Regions from separate parts of the Mus musculus genome. Here all the other regions are linked to region 1. Evidence: chromatin contacts called from public Hi-C and promoter capture Hi-C data. All regions are on one chromosome and are shown on one strand. Each heading gives the region's core, a stretch centred on a gene start, on an enhancer-like site or on the middle of the called end of the contact. The rest is flanking DNA. Distances are from core to core; before and after follow the strand shown. Region 1 holds the start of Gadd45g (growth arrest and DNA-damage-inducible 45 gamma). Region 2 has its middle 51 kb from the start of Gm33519. Region 3 overlaps Gm33424 (a long non-coding RNA gene). Region 4 overlaps Auh (AU RNA binding protein/enoyl-coenzyme A hydratase).

What was found. Promoter capture Hi-C pulls out the DNA fragments that hold promoters and counts their contacts. A called contact is a pair of places that touch in the nucleus more often than the background predicts.
Region 2: a contact with region 1 is called in a promoter capture Hi-C map of liver, with 5 times the contacts expected there. The contact joins the enhancer-like site here to the promoter of Gadd45g in region 1. A contact is called at or near these places in 5 of 39 promoter capture datasets (the 3T3-L1 cell line, embryonic stem cells, hippocampal neurons and 1 more), 1 of 15 datasets of contacts at CTCF or cohesin (the NIH/3T3 cell line), 1 of 115 datasets of contacts at active chromatin or transcription factors (forebrain) and 1 of 9 other capture datasets (embryonic stem cells).
Region 3: a Hi-C map of uterus shows a contact between it and region 1, with 2.5 times the contacts expected there. The contact joins the enhancer-like site here to the promoter of Gadd45g in region 1. A contact is called at or near these places in 11 of 39 promoter capture datasets (the 3T3-L1 cell line, 3T3-L1-derived adipocytes, the C10 cell line and 6 more), 1 of 15 datasets of contacts at CTCF or cohesin (large pre-B cells), 29 of 484 Hi-C or Micro-C datasets (B cells, the Ba/F3 cell line, CD4 T cells and 19 more), 8 of 115 datasets of contacts at active chromatin or transcription factors (acute myeloid leukemia, cardiomyocytes, embryonic forebrain and 5 more) and 4 of 9 other capture datasets (adipose tissue, embryonic stem cells, liver and 1 more).
Region 4: a promoter capture Hi-C map of the HPC-7 cell line shows a contact between it and region 1, with 4 times the contacts expected there. The contact joins the enhancer-like site here to the promoter of Gadd45g in region 1. A contact is called at or near these places in 6 of 39 promoter capture datasets (the HPC-7 cell line, embryonic stem cells, hippocampal neurons and 3 more), 1 of 115 datasets of contacts at active chromatin or transcription factors (pro-B cells) and 2 of 9 other capture datasets (adipose tissue and embryonic stem cells).

Annotation. Positions count from the first base shown.
Region 1 is chr13:51,844,900-51,848,481 of GRCm38.p6, forward strand. Gadd45g (growth arrest and DNA-damage-inducible 45 gamma) reads left to right here and starts at 1,776. Exons shown (of 4, transcript NM_011817.2): 1 at 1,776-1,933; 2 at 2,453-2,554; 3 at 2,657-2,870; 4 at 2,970-3,576. The coding sequence starts at 1,881. The coding sequence ends at 3,080.
Region 2 is chr13:53,067,324-53,070,905 of GRCm38.p6, forward strand. No RefSeq gene overlaps it. Among named protein-coding and RNA genes, the nearest start is that of Gm33519, 51 kb to the left of the region's middle. Within about 2 kb of position 1,873, at least 31 of the 459 cell types and tissues checked have an H3K27ac peak or open chromatin away from gene starts, as enhancers often do. A contact at or near this core is called in liver, where this site is marked.
Region 3 is chr13:52,992,972-52,996,553 of GRCm38.p6, forward strand. The region is part of intron 1 of Gm33424 (a long non-coding RNA gene); the gene reads left to right. Among named protein-coding and RNA genes, the nearest start is that of Gm33424, 8.8 kb to the left of the region's middle. Within about 2 kb of position 1,665, at least 47 of the 459 cell types and tissues checked have an H3K27ac peak or open chromatin away from gene starts, as enhancers often do. A contact at or near this core is called in the Ba/F3 cell line, CD8 T cells, the HL-1 cell line and 4 more, where this site is marked.
Region 4 is chr13:52,847,493-52,851,074 of GRCm38.p6, forward strand. The region is part of intron 6 of Auh (AU RNA binding protein/enoyl-coenzyme A hydratase); the gene reads right to left. Among named protein-coding and RNA genes, the nearest start is that of Gm33315, 20 kb to the left of the region's middle. Within about 2 kb of position 2,004, at least 61 of the 459 cell types and tissues checked have an H3K27ac peak or open chromatin away from gene starts, as enhancers often do. A contact at or near this core is called in the HPC-7 cell line and pre-B cells, where this site is marked.

The DNA.
Region 1 (3,582 bases), core at 526-3,025:
AGCTTCCCCTTGCAGCAAAAACGTCCTTTAAGGAGTTCAAAAATTAACACTGAATGATCTATATTCACCACCCACCTGGAGAACGCTCCAGTAGAAAGGAGAAAATCCACTCTCTCTCTCTCTCTCTCTCTCTCTCTCTCTCTCTCTCTCTCTTCTCTCTCTCTCTCTCTCTCTCTCTCTCTCTCTCTCTGTGTCTGTGTGTGTGTGTGTCTGTGTGTGTGTGTGTGTGTGGGTGGGTGTGTGGGTGTGTGTGAGTTTTGCCTCAGTCTGGCAAGCTTCATGAACGCCCTTTGCCCTATCCAGTCTCCCAGGCTTCACTCAAGAATCTCCAGAAGTCCCCTAGCACACTTTTCTGTGTTAGCACAGAGAGACGCAGACGCCCACAGTGTCGTGTTCTGCGGGCGAGCAGTCTGGAAGCCTGATGTGCAGGTCCCACGGGACAAACGATAAGTTCAGAAAGCTCTCAAGATCACTTCTAATTTTATTACGTTATCAGAAAAGAACCTCTTGAAGAAACATTTTTAAGTAGTTGAAATATTTCAAATTCTCATAAGACAAACGGATTCTTGGTCCTGGGTGGCAGGCTCCTTTCGGTCTCCAGGCCCGGGCGCCCGGTGCAGGCGTTACCCTGATTCTAAATGATGCGCATAATAGCACAGGGTTCTCGGTGCTTGGGGTGTCCCAGCTCAAACCCCCCTGAGAGGTCAACGCGAGGCAATATTTGGTGGGTGGATGAGAGGATCTGGATTTTTCTAGGTCGGCCGGTAGGCGGCGCCCTGGGAAAAACAATGTGGAACAGCCGAGTTCCCGGAGTCTGAACCCCGGAACCTCTGGGGTTTGGGGCACAGTAGCCTTGGTGTACAGCTCACTCTCGAGCTTAGCACGCGTGCATCAGAATCCCAGCAGTCAGAATAAGCCTAAGAGGTGCGCACCCAGTGGCGGGGGAGCGGCACGCTGCTCCGACCCCCACGCGCCGGGCAACCCCGCGACCCCGGCTCCCGACGGGGCTCGGCCCACCCCACCGGCGGCAGGTGGACAGTGTTGCTATGAAAGAGAAAGCGTCGATTGTCCCCACCGCGAACTGCCACACGCCAGACCTCCTCTTTTGTGTGCCCCGTATAGAAATGCAAACGAGCCGCGTGTGCCGGCAGCAATCTGCTGGTCCCTGCTGCCCGCGTCCCACAGCGATCTGCTAGGGGTAGGGGTGGGGGATGGGAGGGCTTAGACCTTGCAGCCGCGACCCCGAAAGGCGCAGAGTCCTGAGTCCCTAGTGGCAGCCTAGGCCTAATGTCAGCTGCAGTTGCAAACCTTTGACTTTAAGTTTCGGTTTCGATGTAACAACCCTATAAACTTCAAACTGAAAATTGAGGAAAAATTAGAAAGGTCGCAAAAAAAAAAAAAAAAAAAAGAGCAAAAAAAAAAAAAAAAAGAGGGGGCTTTTACATTCTCCAAGTGTGCATTCTACAAATTCCAGTATCGTATCAGCAAACAACGTACTTTTTTTTTAAACTTTTTCCTTTTAAGGACTTACAAAAAAAGAAAGGCGAGATGAAATCTGCAGGCTCCAGTCTGCCTGGTAACACCCTGACAAAAGCGGCAGATTTGAGGCTGTGTCATCCCCCGCACCCCTCCCCACGTGGCCTTCTGGCACGAGCCGCAGGCCTGCCGCCTCATTTGCATCAGAAAGCGGGCGCTGGCCAATGGGAGTGCAGCCTCCCGCCAGCTGGCGGCGGCGCGCCGAGCCTGTCTATAAAAGGGCTCTCCCGGCCCAGCCTGGCGCACTCGCTGGTGGTGGGCGCGCATCGGACTCTGGGAATCTTTACCTGCGCTCGGGTTCCCTCCGCACTCTTTTGGATAACTTGCTGTTCGTGGATCGCACAATGACTCTGGAAGAAGTCCGTGGCCAGGATACAGTTCCGGAAAGCACAGCCAGGTGGGTTTTGGGGTGCCGAGAGTTGGCCTTGTCTGGTAGTGGTCTTACAGGGTCCTCTAGGATAGAAGTTTGCAGGGTGGGAGCCGTGCACTGTCTGGCTGTGAGGTGCCGAGGCGCGGGACCAGAATTACTGCATTCGATTCGTGTCTAGAGCTAGAGTTTGGGGTGCCAGCACCTGATCGTAGTTGGGGAGCCTGATATACGGGCGCCAGATCAGAAGTAGGGAACTGGGAGTGCAGGCGCCAGGTCGAGACTGGGTGATGGGGAATGAGGGCGCCAGATCATGACTAGGGTGCCAGAGGTGTGGGCGTCAGGTCGGGACTGGGGATCCGGGTGTGTGGGCGCCAGGTCGGGACTGGGGATCCTGGTGTGTGGGCGCCAGGTTGGAGTTGGGAGGCAGGAATGCTGGCGCCAGGCAGGTCTAGGCTAAGGGGCCAGCTGGGACTTGGAGGTCAGGGCAGGGATCTCTCCGTCGCGTCCCCGTGCTGGTCCCCACTCACGGCGCTTGTTCTTTCACAGGATGCAGGGCGCCGGGAAAGCACTGCACGAACTTCTGCTGTCGGCGCAGCGCCAGGGCTGTCTGACCGCTGGCGTCTACGAGTCCGCCAAAGTCCTGAATGTGTGAGTGTAGAAAGGCCCCGCGTGCAGGGATTGGGGTTGGCGCGGCGCGGAGACCTGGGGGTGGCATCGACTCTGACCTTGTCCTTCCCATCTGCTCTGCAGGGACCCTGACAATGTGACCTTTTGCGTGCTGGCTGCCGATGAAGAAGATGAGGGCGACATAGCGCTGCAGATCCATTTCACGTTGATTCAGGCGTTCTGCTGTGAGAACGACATTGATATCGTGCGCGTGGGAGACGTGCAGAGGCTGGCGGCGATCGTGGGCGCCGACGAAGAGGGGGGCGCGCCGGGAGACCTGCATTGCATCCTCATTTCGGTGAGTGTCCCCCACTGTTTCCCTACGCCAGTCCCCCAAACCATCCTGGCCAACGACAAGCATGGCTGACCCATGTATTTTTTTTTTTTTTAAATTCAGAATCCTAATGAGGACACATGGAAGGACCCTGCCTTGGAGAAGCTCAGTTTGTTCTGCGAGGAGAGCCGCAGCTTCAACGACTGGGTGCCCAGCATCACCCTTCCCGAGTGACAGCCTGGCAGGGACCTTGGTCTGATCGACTTGGTGACACTCTAGCGCGCTGCTGGCTCTGGAGTGGCCCTCCGAGGGCGCTCGAGTGCGCGTGGAGACTGGCAGGCGATGTTGCCTGGAGAGCGAGGAGCGCGGCCTCCCAAGAAGGGGGTCTGGCGGCAGCGGGGACACCTTGTTCCGAGCCCAGGACTCTGCCAGTGTCCGGAGAGGCTGCTAGCACAGGAAGGCCTAGGCGAGGACGTTGGCCCCAGGGCCGGGAAGAACCGACCAGCGAGGCAGGTGTGACTCAGCAAGCAGCCTTCCAGTGAAAGGAGGGGAAAGAAAGGCAGGCGACCGCCTGGACTTGGTACAGCGGCAGGAGCGGCCACTGCAGGAGCGAGCTGGACTTAGCCGACTGCACTGCTCTTTCAAAAAACGGATCCCGGGCAATGCTTTCATTTTCTAAAGGACGCTATCGTGGAAGCTTTGAATATCACAATAAACTTATTGAAACAAACTTAAT
Region 2 (3,582 bases), core at 623-3,122, 1.2 Mb after region 1:
TCAGACCCCAGCATCTGTTCCCACCCCTTGCTCATGATTTCCCAGTCTTCAGAGCTCTCTCTTGCTGATCTGGTGTTCTGACTCTTGCCTATCCATACCTTTCCCTTACAGATTCTACAAAACCTGTCTCAGCAAAAAAGGACCACACCATCTGGGGCATTGTCAAATGCCACATGGTTACTGCTTGAGCGAGCATCCTCAAGAAAGATGAGGGAGCCAGGAAGATAGCTCACTGGGTAAAAGTGCTTACTATGGAAGTCTTATGGCCTGAGTTTGATCTCCTGAACCCATATTAAAAAAAGAAAAAAAGGCAGATGCAGCAGACCACATCTGTAATTCCACCATTCCCGTGACAAAGGTTGAAGAAGGTAGAGAAAGGAATGTTATCTAGAAGCTTGTGGGCCAGCTAGCTCAGTGTAGAGAGCAACAAAGAAACAAGAGAGATCCCACCTCAAAACCTCCTAAAAATGGCCCTCTTGAGTCCCATATACGTGCTGAGATATGTGTGCTCTTGAACTCACATACGCAGGCCATCCACATGCCACACACCCTCCCGCAGGCACGCTCAAAATGAAATTAGACAAAATAACTCAAGGATGGCAGCTACCTCTGAATTTGGCTGGAGGCAGGAGAGGGTGGTGGCCTTGCCTCTGGGCTCGGCTCTGCCGAGTTCACCACATAGATTGGGTCAGGAGGCCATGAGTCTTCGGAACATTTGCTGAAGACTGGGCCATGACGGCCGGGCTTTGTCGAGCGTGCTCACACACCTGACTTTCTTACTTGGCCGGGTTAAGTTTCTTGCTGCCAACTTGGATGACGGCCCAAGGGCAGCTGCCTGGAAGAGGGAGGCGTTGTGAGCTGCTTCCACTCTGACCTTATTGTCACCTTGTTCTAAGCAGGCCTGCATGGCCTGCCAAAAAAAAAAAAAAAAAAAAAAAAACTAAATCAAAACATGTGAGTTCTTTAGAGCAAAGTTCAAACTAAGGAAGCCAGAACTAAGTTCCCACTGTCTCTCGCAGTGCCACCGTGCAGGGTGTTGACACAATTATAGTGGCAATGTGAGAGTCTTCCGGTCTTTATGTCTTAAAATTAGTGAATGGTAAAGGATCGGGGCTTCGAGTATCGTTTTATGCCTGAGATGAAATTGCCTTTAGGACAGGGTCACTTTCGAGAGACCCAGAACTGGACAGCAGCTCCATTTGTGTTCACTCCCTGTGACATGCATTGCCATAATTATTCCTGAGAGCAGCCCATGGGGAGTAATGCTACTTTAATGTCTTTTGTTGTTGGAGGCCAGCGAGCAAAGGTCGCACAGCCGCCATGTCAGCAGCGGAGTCAGGGCTCCCAGGGTGATGGGATTAACTGTTCCCTGCAGCCTCCACACTGAGGGCCCAACTCTTGCTGTGGTGTTAAGAAGAGCTTCAGGGGTCAGAGGTCAGTTCTGTATTGTAGCCTGGAAAGTGCCAGAAGCCTCAGGACTGGGAGCAGTCCTCGAAACAGAGCCCCACTCCACCCATTTCTCGGCCTATCGGCACAGGATACTGTCCCATCTGTAAAGTAAGGCCAGTGCTCCAACCTGCACCTCATATAGCAGATGTCAAGGGTTCATACCTGCAGAGTACCTTAGCCCATTCCTGGGACACAGGAAGGCTGAGGAACTGCTAGCTGCCACGCTTCATCAAGAGACAGATGTGGTTTCATTGTGAAGGACTTGTCTCTGATGGGCAGAATCACAGCGAGCGATCTCAACAGGGGCTTCTTATAGTCAAGGTTACCCTCCTGGGTTTGGAGCTGCATGCGAGGTGCTGCTTCGGGAGATACTGTGTCATCTTGTCTCATCCTCCGCGTTTCTCTGAAGCAACTCCCAGAACAAACAGAGCAGTGTTGCTAGCCAACACTGACAGGCGGTCCAGTGGCTTTCTTCTAGATGACGTCCTTCCCACTCCCGATATTTCTTTGGAATGAAACACACCTGGCTGTTTCCCAGAGCCAATTCGGACAGGCTCCCTGCGTGTCTTCTGCACGTAGGCTTTTAATGGTGCCTGTGCTGGACAGGCGCTGTTTGAGCAAGTCTCTGCAGAATGTGGAGCGGAGACTCGAGCCAGCACAGAGCTCCACAGAGAGCTTTGATGTGGGTAGCTTCTGTCAGAGAGACCGAGTAGACCCTCCCACAGACTGTCGGCAGCCTGCCCCCTGCATCTCCACAAGGCCAGCTCCGCACGACAGACCGAGTTCTCCACTTTGTACACGCCCAGCCCGGCTCCGCACTCTGCAGGAACCTGTCTTGGCTCATCACTCTCCCTTGGCATCATGGCCCTCAGAACTCTCTGGAAGCGAGGCTGAAGAGTGATGAAAGATGTGAATTCTGTTATTAAAGCTCAACAAAAGGGTTTCCCTGCTAACAAAGAACAATTTCATACAAGAAACAGATGAACACATCTGAAGTCAGCTCTTGGGGCTCAGGGTGTAGCTCAGTAGTAGAGAGCTTACCTAGCGTGCCCAAGGCCCTGGGGGTGAGCCCCAGCACTGAAAAAATTACATAAACAGCTCCCAAAGGCACCCCACATTACAGTGCATCCTAGGAAAGACCAGATTCTATGCAAAATCTTCTAGGAACAGCTAGAACATCGCTGCTCTGCACATAGTGACTCTTGGTGACAGCTAGCACATCGCTGCTCTGTACTTAGTGACTCTTGGGCACGGGTTCTTTAGGAGTCTTTTTCCCAGTCAACTACGACACGGAGGCTGAACGCACCCTCCATCCAACCAGACATTGCCTGTTCACACAGCACTGCATCCATCCCCAGCCCTGTCAGCCCTGTCTGGTATTTCCCGGCACTTCCTCACGGTGTGTACAGTGGATGTGTACAGTGGGGTTAGTCTGTAGAGGGTTCAGAACCATCTTCAGTGTCAGCCGCCCACCAGGCTTCTAAAAGCAGGTCTTCTACAGGTGCAAGCATCCCTAAGTGTTTATGTCAACCTCCCAGAGCAAGGTCTGAGCCACTTGGGAAATGATCTATGCATGAGGTGGATGGCTCTGGTAAGCTTGTAGTTGCTAGAAAAAGGTGTATCCTGTTTATGGATTAGCCTTTTCCGTGCACAATGCTTCCTCCTAAACCACCATCCGTGTACATAGAAAATGTTTTATCCACCATCGCGTGTTCCACACAGCAGTGCTCTTGACCAAAGGACTCACTTTCAGCCAAGAAATGGACAACGGTCCCATGCTCATGGAATCCACTACTCTTAACATGTCCCCCACCGTCCTGAAGCATCTAGCTTGATAGAATTTCCCTTTTGGGTCACTAGGGGGGATAGTGAGTGGAACCATTCCCACCCACATCTCTTGATTCCCGAATCCGTGGATCCTGGCTATGGGAGAAATCATACCATACACTTTATTCAGAGAACATAGTACCTTCTGGACCCTGATTCAAAGCATATCCCACCTTCTGGGGGACCCTGCCTCAGCCCCACCAACCACTGCTTCTTAATTGGCACTTTAACTGTGACTTCAAAAGGCCACTCCACCATTTTGTTAGTGTTCTTAGTTTTACTTGAATGTATACGTGTTTGTCTCTG
Region 3 (3,582 bases), core at 415-2,914, 1.1 Mb after region 1:
ACAAGAGCAGCAAGTATTTTTAACCTTTGGGCCATTGCCACCTCAACCCATGCCCAAGCAGTGTTTAATGAATGGTAGCTTTTATTATAGGTTCAGATATCTTTGAACGTTTTAAATATAGTCAGGGAGATATGTTATTTGTAAAGATGAAAACTATTATGGTGAGTGCCACATCAAATGGAAAAGTCAAACTAATTTATGCAAAGGAAGGAGGGACAGAGATGGGGACGCAGGGGATGGTGCTAGTGACATAAGCCACTTGATTTTGCTCAAACACGAGTCTGAGCCCAGGAACCCACATAAAGATGGAAGAACCAACTGGACAAAGTTGCCCCCTGACCTCCACACGTGGGTTGTGGCACATGTGCCTGCACCCACGTCATGCACACACATACACACAATAGTAATATAACACTTTTTAAAGAAGTGATTAAGCATTGAATAGTGACATGAAAATAGGATCATAAATGAAGAGATTGAGCAGATTGTGGGTAAAAAGGACCACTGTTCTAGAGATAACGACTATACTGAAGTGTCACTGAGCCTTTCCACCAGCTTACAAACATTTAACTAAAACAGCACTATGTTGTAGAAGGAACTGGCAGTGAGGCTCAGTGGCAGGTATATTCTAAGCATGAGTCCTGGAATTCAGGACCTCAAAATACAAACACACACACACACACACACACACACACACACACACACACGGAGTTGGAAAGGAAGTGAAGATTAACAAAACAGAATAGGTATTCTAGAAATAGGTTGAATAGGTTAATGCATAAAATAACATATACGATAATAAATATCATTATTGAAATCAGGGGCTGTAAGGATGGCCCAGTGGTTAGGAGAGTTCACTGCTCTTGAAAAGGACCTGAGTTTGGTTGCCAGCACCGGTGAGGCAGCTCACAACACCCTGTAACTCCAGTTCTGGGCAATCTGATGCCCTCTTCTGGTCTCTGCTGGCTACTGCATGTGCATGGCACACATAAACACATGTGGACACACACACACATGCATATCCATTTTAAAAATGAAATATTTAAAAAATAATCATTAAAATCAAAGGGCACATCAGCTGGGGCCTTATGTGGGAAGCAGATGTTAATGTGGGCATCGTGTTTGAAGGTGATCTTTGTTGGGCTTGGTCATTGTGAACACCTGTGACTGTGCTAGGCAACCATTGGCCACTCTTCTGATGGCTCCACAGTTGCCACTAATGTTTGCGGTAAACGGGAAGCGTAGTCAGAAACTCGCTGGTTCAGGAATCTGGACCATGGAGCTCAGAGCTGGGCACCGGGATTGTGACTCACACAACAATGTTGCCCCTCACACTGCTCCTTATGGACCCCCCAAGCCACGTGTTTTGAGTTCCCTCACAAGCCGTACTGTGCAGGAGCCACAGGGCAGAGGGAGATGACTCACTCCTGCCTCCTAAGCCTTTCACAAATGCATCCTAGCTGTGACTGCTGTCAGATCACAGGGCCTCAGGCTCAGGAGAGCCTGGAAGAGTCCTTAGCATGTCAGTTTTCTCAGATCACTGAGAGATCTGCGGCAGGGTATCTATCAACACAGAGACAAACTCATCCTGTCTGGACCATTGGCTAGACTCTTACCTCATTCCAAACAGAAAAATACTCCCACAAGTTAAAGATTGAAGAGACCAAATTACACATGAAGTTTCTAAACCAAACCAAGGGAAGCCAGATGTGAACTCTAGGCCAGGGTGTGATAGTGAAACTGGAGCTCTACGAGAAAGATAAACAAACTTGAGCAAGTAAAGTCAACTGGCTTTTGTCCGATTGAGTTGTTAAAAGCTGCAGCAGGAGGGATGGCTCAGCAGTTAAGAAAGCTTGCTGCTCTTGTGCAGGACCTAGTTTCAATTGAACCACTCACAATTGTCTGTAACTTCAGTCTGGGCATCTGACACCCTCTTCTGGCCTTCACAGGTACACACACACACACACACACACAAATAAAAATTACCATAATTCTTAATTGTTAAAATGAACACTTGAGGGAGATTACAACTTTACTTCTAGACAAAAGGTTAACATTCTCATGGTGGAAAATATGTTAACATATTTGTTAAGTGCAATATATTGGTAGACCCACAAGAGTAAGAAGGTATCCGGCATCAAATTCAGTAAATGATACAAATTAATTAAGTTTGGAAAAGGTCAAGTTCAAAGAACTTTGAAGGATATATGGAAACAGAGCAACTTCATTAATAATGGAAACATGGAAGTAAAACAAGGTGTTTGAAAAATAATTTTATTTTTAATATTTACATATGTATGTATGTATGTATTTATGTGTGTGTGTTCCTGCCACATATGTGTGCATGCCCATAGATGCCAGAAGAGGGAGCTGGATCCCCTGGAGCTGGAGTTACAGGCAGTTGTGAGCTACTTGATATGCATGCTTAGAACTGAACTCAGCCCTCCTAGCCACTGAGCCCTGTCTCCTGCTCTGAGGTGGTTTTTATGTAAACAAGCAAGGCAGTATGCTGGGGAATGAATAGATATTCTTCTGGTGACTGGGGCAGTAGCATCAGGTGTGAAACTGAGTCTACCCCTTAACTAACTTCTGAGAACACATTGGCAGAGCTAGCAACTGTGGCTCGGAATCTGCCTCGGAAAATAATCATCCGAGTGAGCAAAAACGCACACAAGGCTGCTTCTGCAGTGTTATCTGTGAGAGGAGAGATGGAAAGCCACCCCTTTGCCACCAGTGGTCTCTTAGCTAGATAGATGCTGGCTCCACTTAAAGGATTATCAGTAGATCTGAATGGTGCTGAAGAGAAATGTATAGTGTAAACAGGCACTAAAGCTGTGTGGCTATTTGTAAAGGCAAAAGAGAATTATCTATACATACATACATACATACATACAATAAGAACTATACAAAACTATGTATGTATCTATGTATGTATCCCTGTATGTATCTATGTATTTACATATCTATCTATGTATCTATGTATGTATCCCTGTATGTATCTATGTATGTATCTATGTATCTATGTATGTATCCATGTATCTTTGTATGGGGTAAAAATAGGGTCCCAGGTCTGCTGGAGGCTAGGGCCCCTGGGTGAGATGGCCACTGCCGGGCAGGCATTGGACTGTGAGAAGCCCAGGGATCTCACTCTGGGGGTGAGGAAGGTAGAGTCTGGGGACCCTGAGGAACTGCCGGAGTTGGGCTCAGATTCTCAGGCACCACATACACCACTGGGTACCTCAGAAGAGCGGGTTCTGGGGTCCCTGGGTTGCACGGAGGCCAGGGACTACAGGCACTCACTCGTGGACATCCCAGACTTCACTGTATGTCGCAGAAGAGCTGAGAACATGTGGGGACCCTCAGGTGGACTGTGGCCCGGGGCCAAAGGGAAAAGCGTAGGAGGAGAGCTCTGGCAGATTACCTTGGGGAGGAGAGAGTCTGGCTAGCTCAAACAGCTAGCTCAGTGGGCTGCTTGGTTTGGCTGGCAGCCTTGTGGAGTGGAGCACAGGGAGGCTTCCCCGCAGGAGGTTAGATGCTCTGCTCTGTAGAGGGAGACCTGTTCCATTGCTCCAGCACAGCGGA
Region 4 (3,582 bases), core at 754-3,253, 1.0 Mb after region 1:
GCTCCTCACACACTGCATGGAAACATACCCTCCCTACTATGCATTGCTTTAAGGCCTGGCCATTGTCACACTGTCACTGTGAACTCTCTGAGGTCATGTGCTTGGGAACAGTCCACGTGGAGTTGCCGGCCGAAAAACAGAGAGCAAAACGAGCAAATGTCCACAAGCACCAAGCTCCAGGGGTCACCGGGATGGACCGACCAGTCAGGGCTACTGGTCACCAGGGAAACCACTAGGCTCTCTGTGGATGCCTGCACAGGAAAGTCTTCCTACAGAGGCAGTCCGCAACTGCTTTGCATTAAGAAAGCTGGGTGAGCATTCTCTGGGGCATAGTCTGGCAAGATGAGGCAACTCGAACTTACTGGAAACATTATTTTTGTAAACCATATCCAACTACTGGTCAGGTTTTCAAAACTCTGAGTCATATCTCAAGAAAAACAGAAAAGCAAGGCAAACAACATTCTACAGTTTAATCAAACACAGGAACAAAATGGACCACCGAGCACCTTAATCCTCACCTAAACCACCACATGGGAAAACCCATGCCTAACACGAGTGCCAGCTCCCTGTGCCTACCCCAGGCCGCACCGCCAAAAGGGAAGCCCCCACCCTCCCCATCCACAGTTCCCTTTCCGAAGCTCGGCTCCCCAGATGAGCGCAGCATCGTGGGAAACTCAGAGGTAGTTCATGGGTTGGCAAGGCTGCAGTTTGGGCTCATGCTTTTGCGCTTTGATATTTTGAACTCCTTTGGAGCACACCTGGAGGTTAGCCTAAGGCTGGCGCGTTTCCATTCTGCCCACATCTCACGACCAGCCCCTTAGCTAGGCTGCTGAGTGTATGGGTGGCAGGCCGGAAGACAGGGCAGTACCATCCCTGCCACAGTGCCAGCCCATCCTCTGAGTTCTACACCGCTGGGGGTTGGGGGCTGTGCTTACCCAGGAGCACACCAAGGGGACTGTGCATCTCCCCTGTGACCCAGGCACTCCACTCATTATGGCGCCCACAGGAATACAGGAGCAGATGAGAGAGATGCCTTCACAGATGTGCTTCCTGTAGCAACAGTCACAACAGCCACGCCATGGCCTCAGCACTGGTGCCATCAGCAGAGAAACAGATAAAGAGGGCCTGTGATAGGCATACACTGGGGTGCTATTTGGCCATAAAGAGGAGCGAAATCATGGCATCTGCCACAAGGTGGATGGAGCTAGAGATGTCACCCTAAGGGAAATAAGCTCGACTCAGAAAGACAAACACTGCATGCTGGCCTGCTCACGTGCTCCTCTCATGTGGAAGGGGGGACATGCAGAAGGGACTACCCTACAAGAGGAAGTGGACTACCAGGAAAGAAAGGGGGACAAAAGAGGGAAACAACCAAAGTACACCATACACACACATCCCACACATACACATATACCACACCACACACACACACACTCATACACACACATACCATGCATACACATATACAATATATACACACACATACACATATACCACACACTGAAATACACCACATACACACCAGACACATACCACACACATGCACACACATACACACTCATACACATATATACCACACATACATACTTATATACCACATACATACATACGCACATATACACATACTTATACCACACACATATACACCACATATACATATACCACACACCACACATACACCCCACACATATACCCACACACACCACACATACACATACACTGCACACACACCACATATACACATATACCACACATAATACACACACAACATACACACACTTATACCACACACACAACACACACACACACACAGGCACATACACAGAATATCAACAGAACCCTAATCACGTAGAGTGAATACATGCCACCTGAAAACAGGAACCCGCTCCTCAGTCACTAATCTCCTGTGGGTGATTATGGTGACACAGATCACAGGCCCAGTCACGTGCTCAGTGGTCACGTGAGAGGTGTGCATGAGCTGAGAGGGGCAAAGCCTGGATCCTGGCAGCTCCTCCCTCCACACTGCACCCACCTCAGGCTGTGGAGACTGTCACTACCCTCCCTGACCAGGCTGCTCTTGCTCCTGCTTACAGCCACAGCAATGATGCTCCCGCCATGTGTGAAAGCACTCGTGTGCAGACCCAGCCAGGGTTGGGCTCTACCCGCAGGTGTTCTTCTTTCTGGCCCTGTGTCAGCACCAGCCTGCGGGAGGATGCCGGGCACAGGAACCGGGCCTCCCCACCCAGCTGTCCTACACAGTCTGGCTGACCAGACACGTGAGTGGGCCCAGACAATGGCACTTGCTCATAATAACTGGAACCAGTAACGCATGCTTGTGCGCTATCAAAACCAAACTGTGTAAAGCTTAAGAAGACAAAGGGGGAAACCAGCAAACAAGAGAAAAGCATTGCCAATGGAAACATTCAGACAAGGAACCGATTCCTCACAGTCAGAAATCCTGAAACAGAAACTAGCAGGTTAAAATGGAAAGAGGGCAAAGCCTCAAACAGACGTTAAAATGCCAATCTGGCTAGGGAAGAGAGGTGAGAGGTACATAGACGCCGAACGGCCTAGTCATGTGGCAGACCAGCATCTACCTAAGGTCGGGGAAGGAGGCTAGCAGGATCTCCACAACCCCTTGGAACTCCTACCCTTCAGAGTTCAGGCTAGTCCAGTCTTGGGGACGTGCTATGTGACACACTGTGACACAGTACGCAAAGCTTTCTCCCGTGACATTATTTGAACTGCAAAGAAAGGAAAACAAAGTCCATGTGTACCTACACAGGGTGGGGTACACGGATGCTGCAATGGAGGAGAAAGCAAGGGTGATGTTCCTGCAGCTGTGAAAATAATTGTGCGGGAGACTCACACAGACCACTGTCACAGACCAGATTCTGCCACACTGCTCAGGTGGAGGGACAAAACTCTGAAGTGTTCCCTAAATTGTGTCTACCATTTCACAGGCAGTGCATCAAAGTTCCAGATGCCCCACGCCAACAGCAGTGCCCAGCCCTGACTGCAGATGGCAGCACCTAAGTCTGCCCAGCCATCGCTCTGACCATGGCATCTGCATGCGAGTCTATACGCCCGTGACTGCAGAGACTCAGTACCTCCTCATGCCCTTATCTGCCGCCCTCCACTTAGGGAGATGTGCTCCAATCTCCTGGCTCTTTCTTCAACCAGTTGTATTTCCCTCCTAGTGAGTTTCAAGGGTCCTTTGCATATTGCAGGCACAAGGTCCGCCATCAGTCAGGCCCCTGTAGTGTACACATCCACCCCACCCTTGACCCAACTCCACCCTAACAGTATCTTCTGACAGCAGAGGTTTTTCCACTTAGATGGATCTGGCTGCTGCCCTGCGGGTCAGGGGAACGGTTCCAGGACCCCTGGTTTAGCTGCAGGTAAATTCTAATGTCCCTCATGTAAACAATACAGTATATCGGATGGATGCCAATTCTCCTGCACGTGCACAAGCTGTTGGGGGTGATTAGACAAATGCGACACTATGCAGGAGGTGCCGTACTGTAAGGTACGTGGAAGAATGACAAGGAGACAGACAATCCACAGGAGCTCAGAACGTAG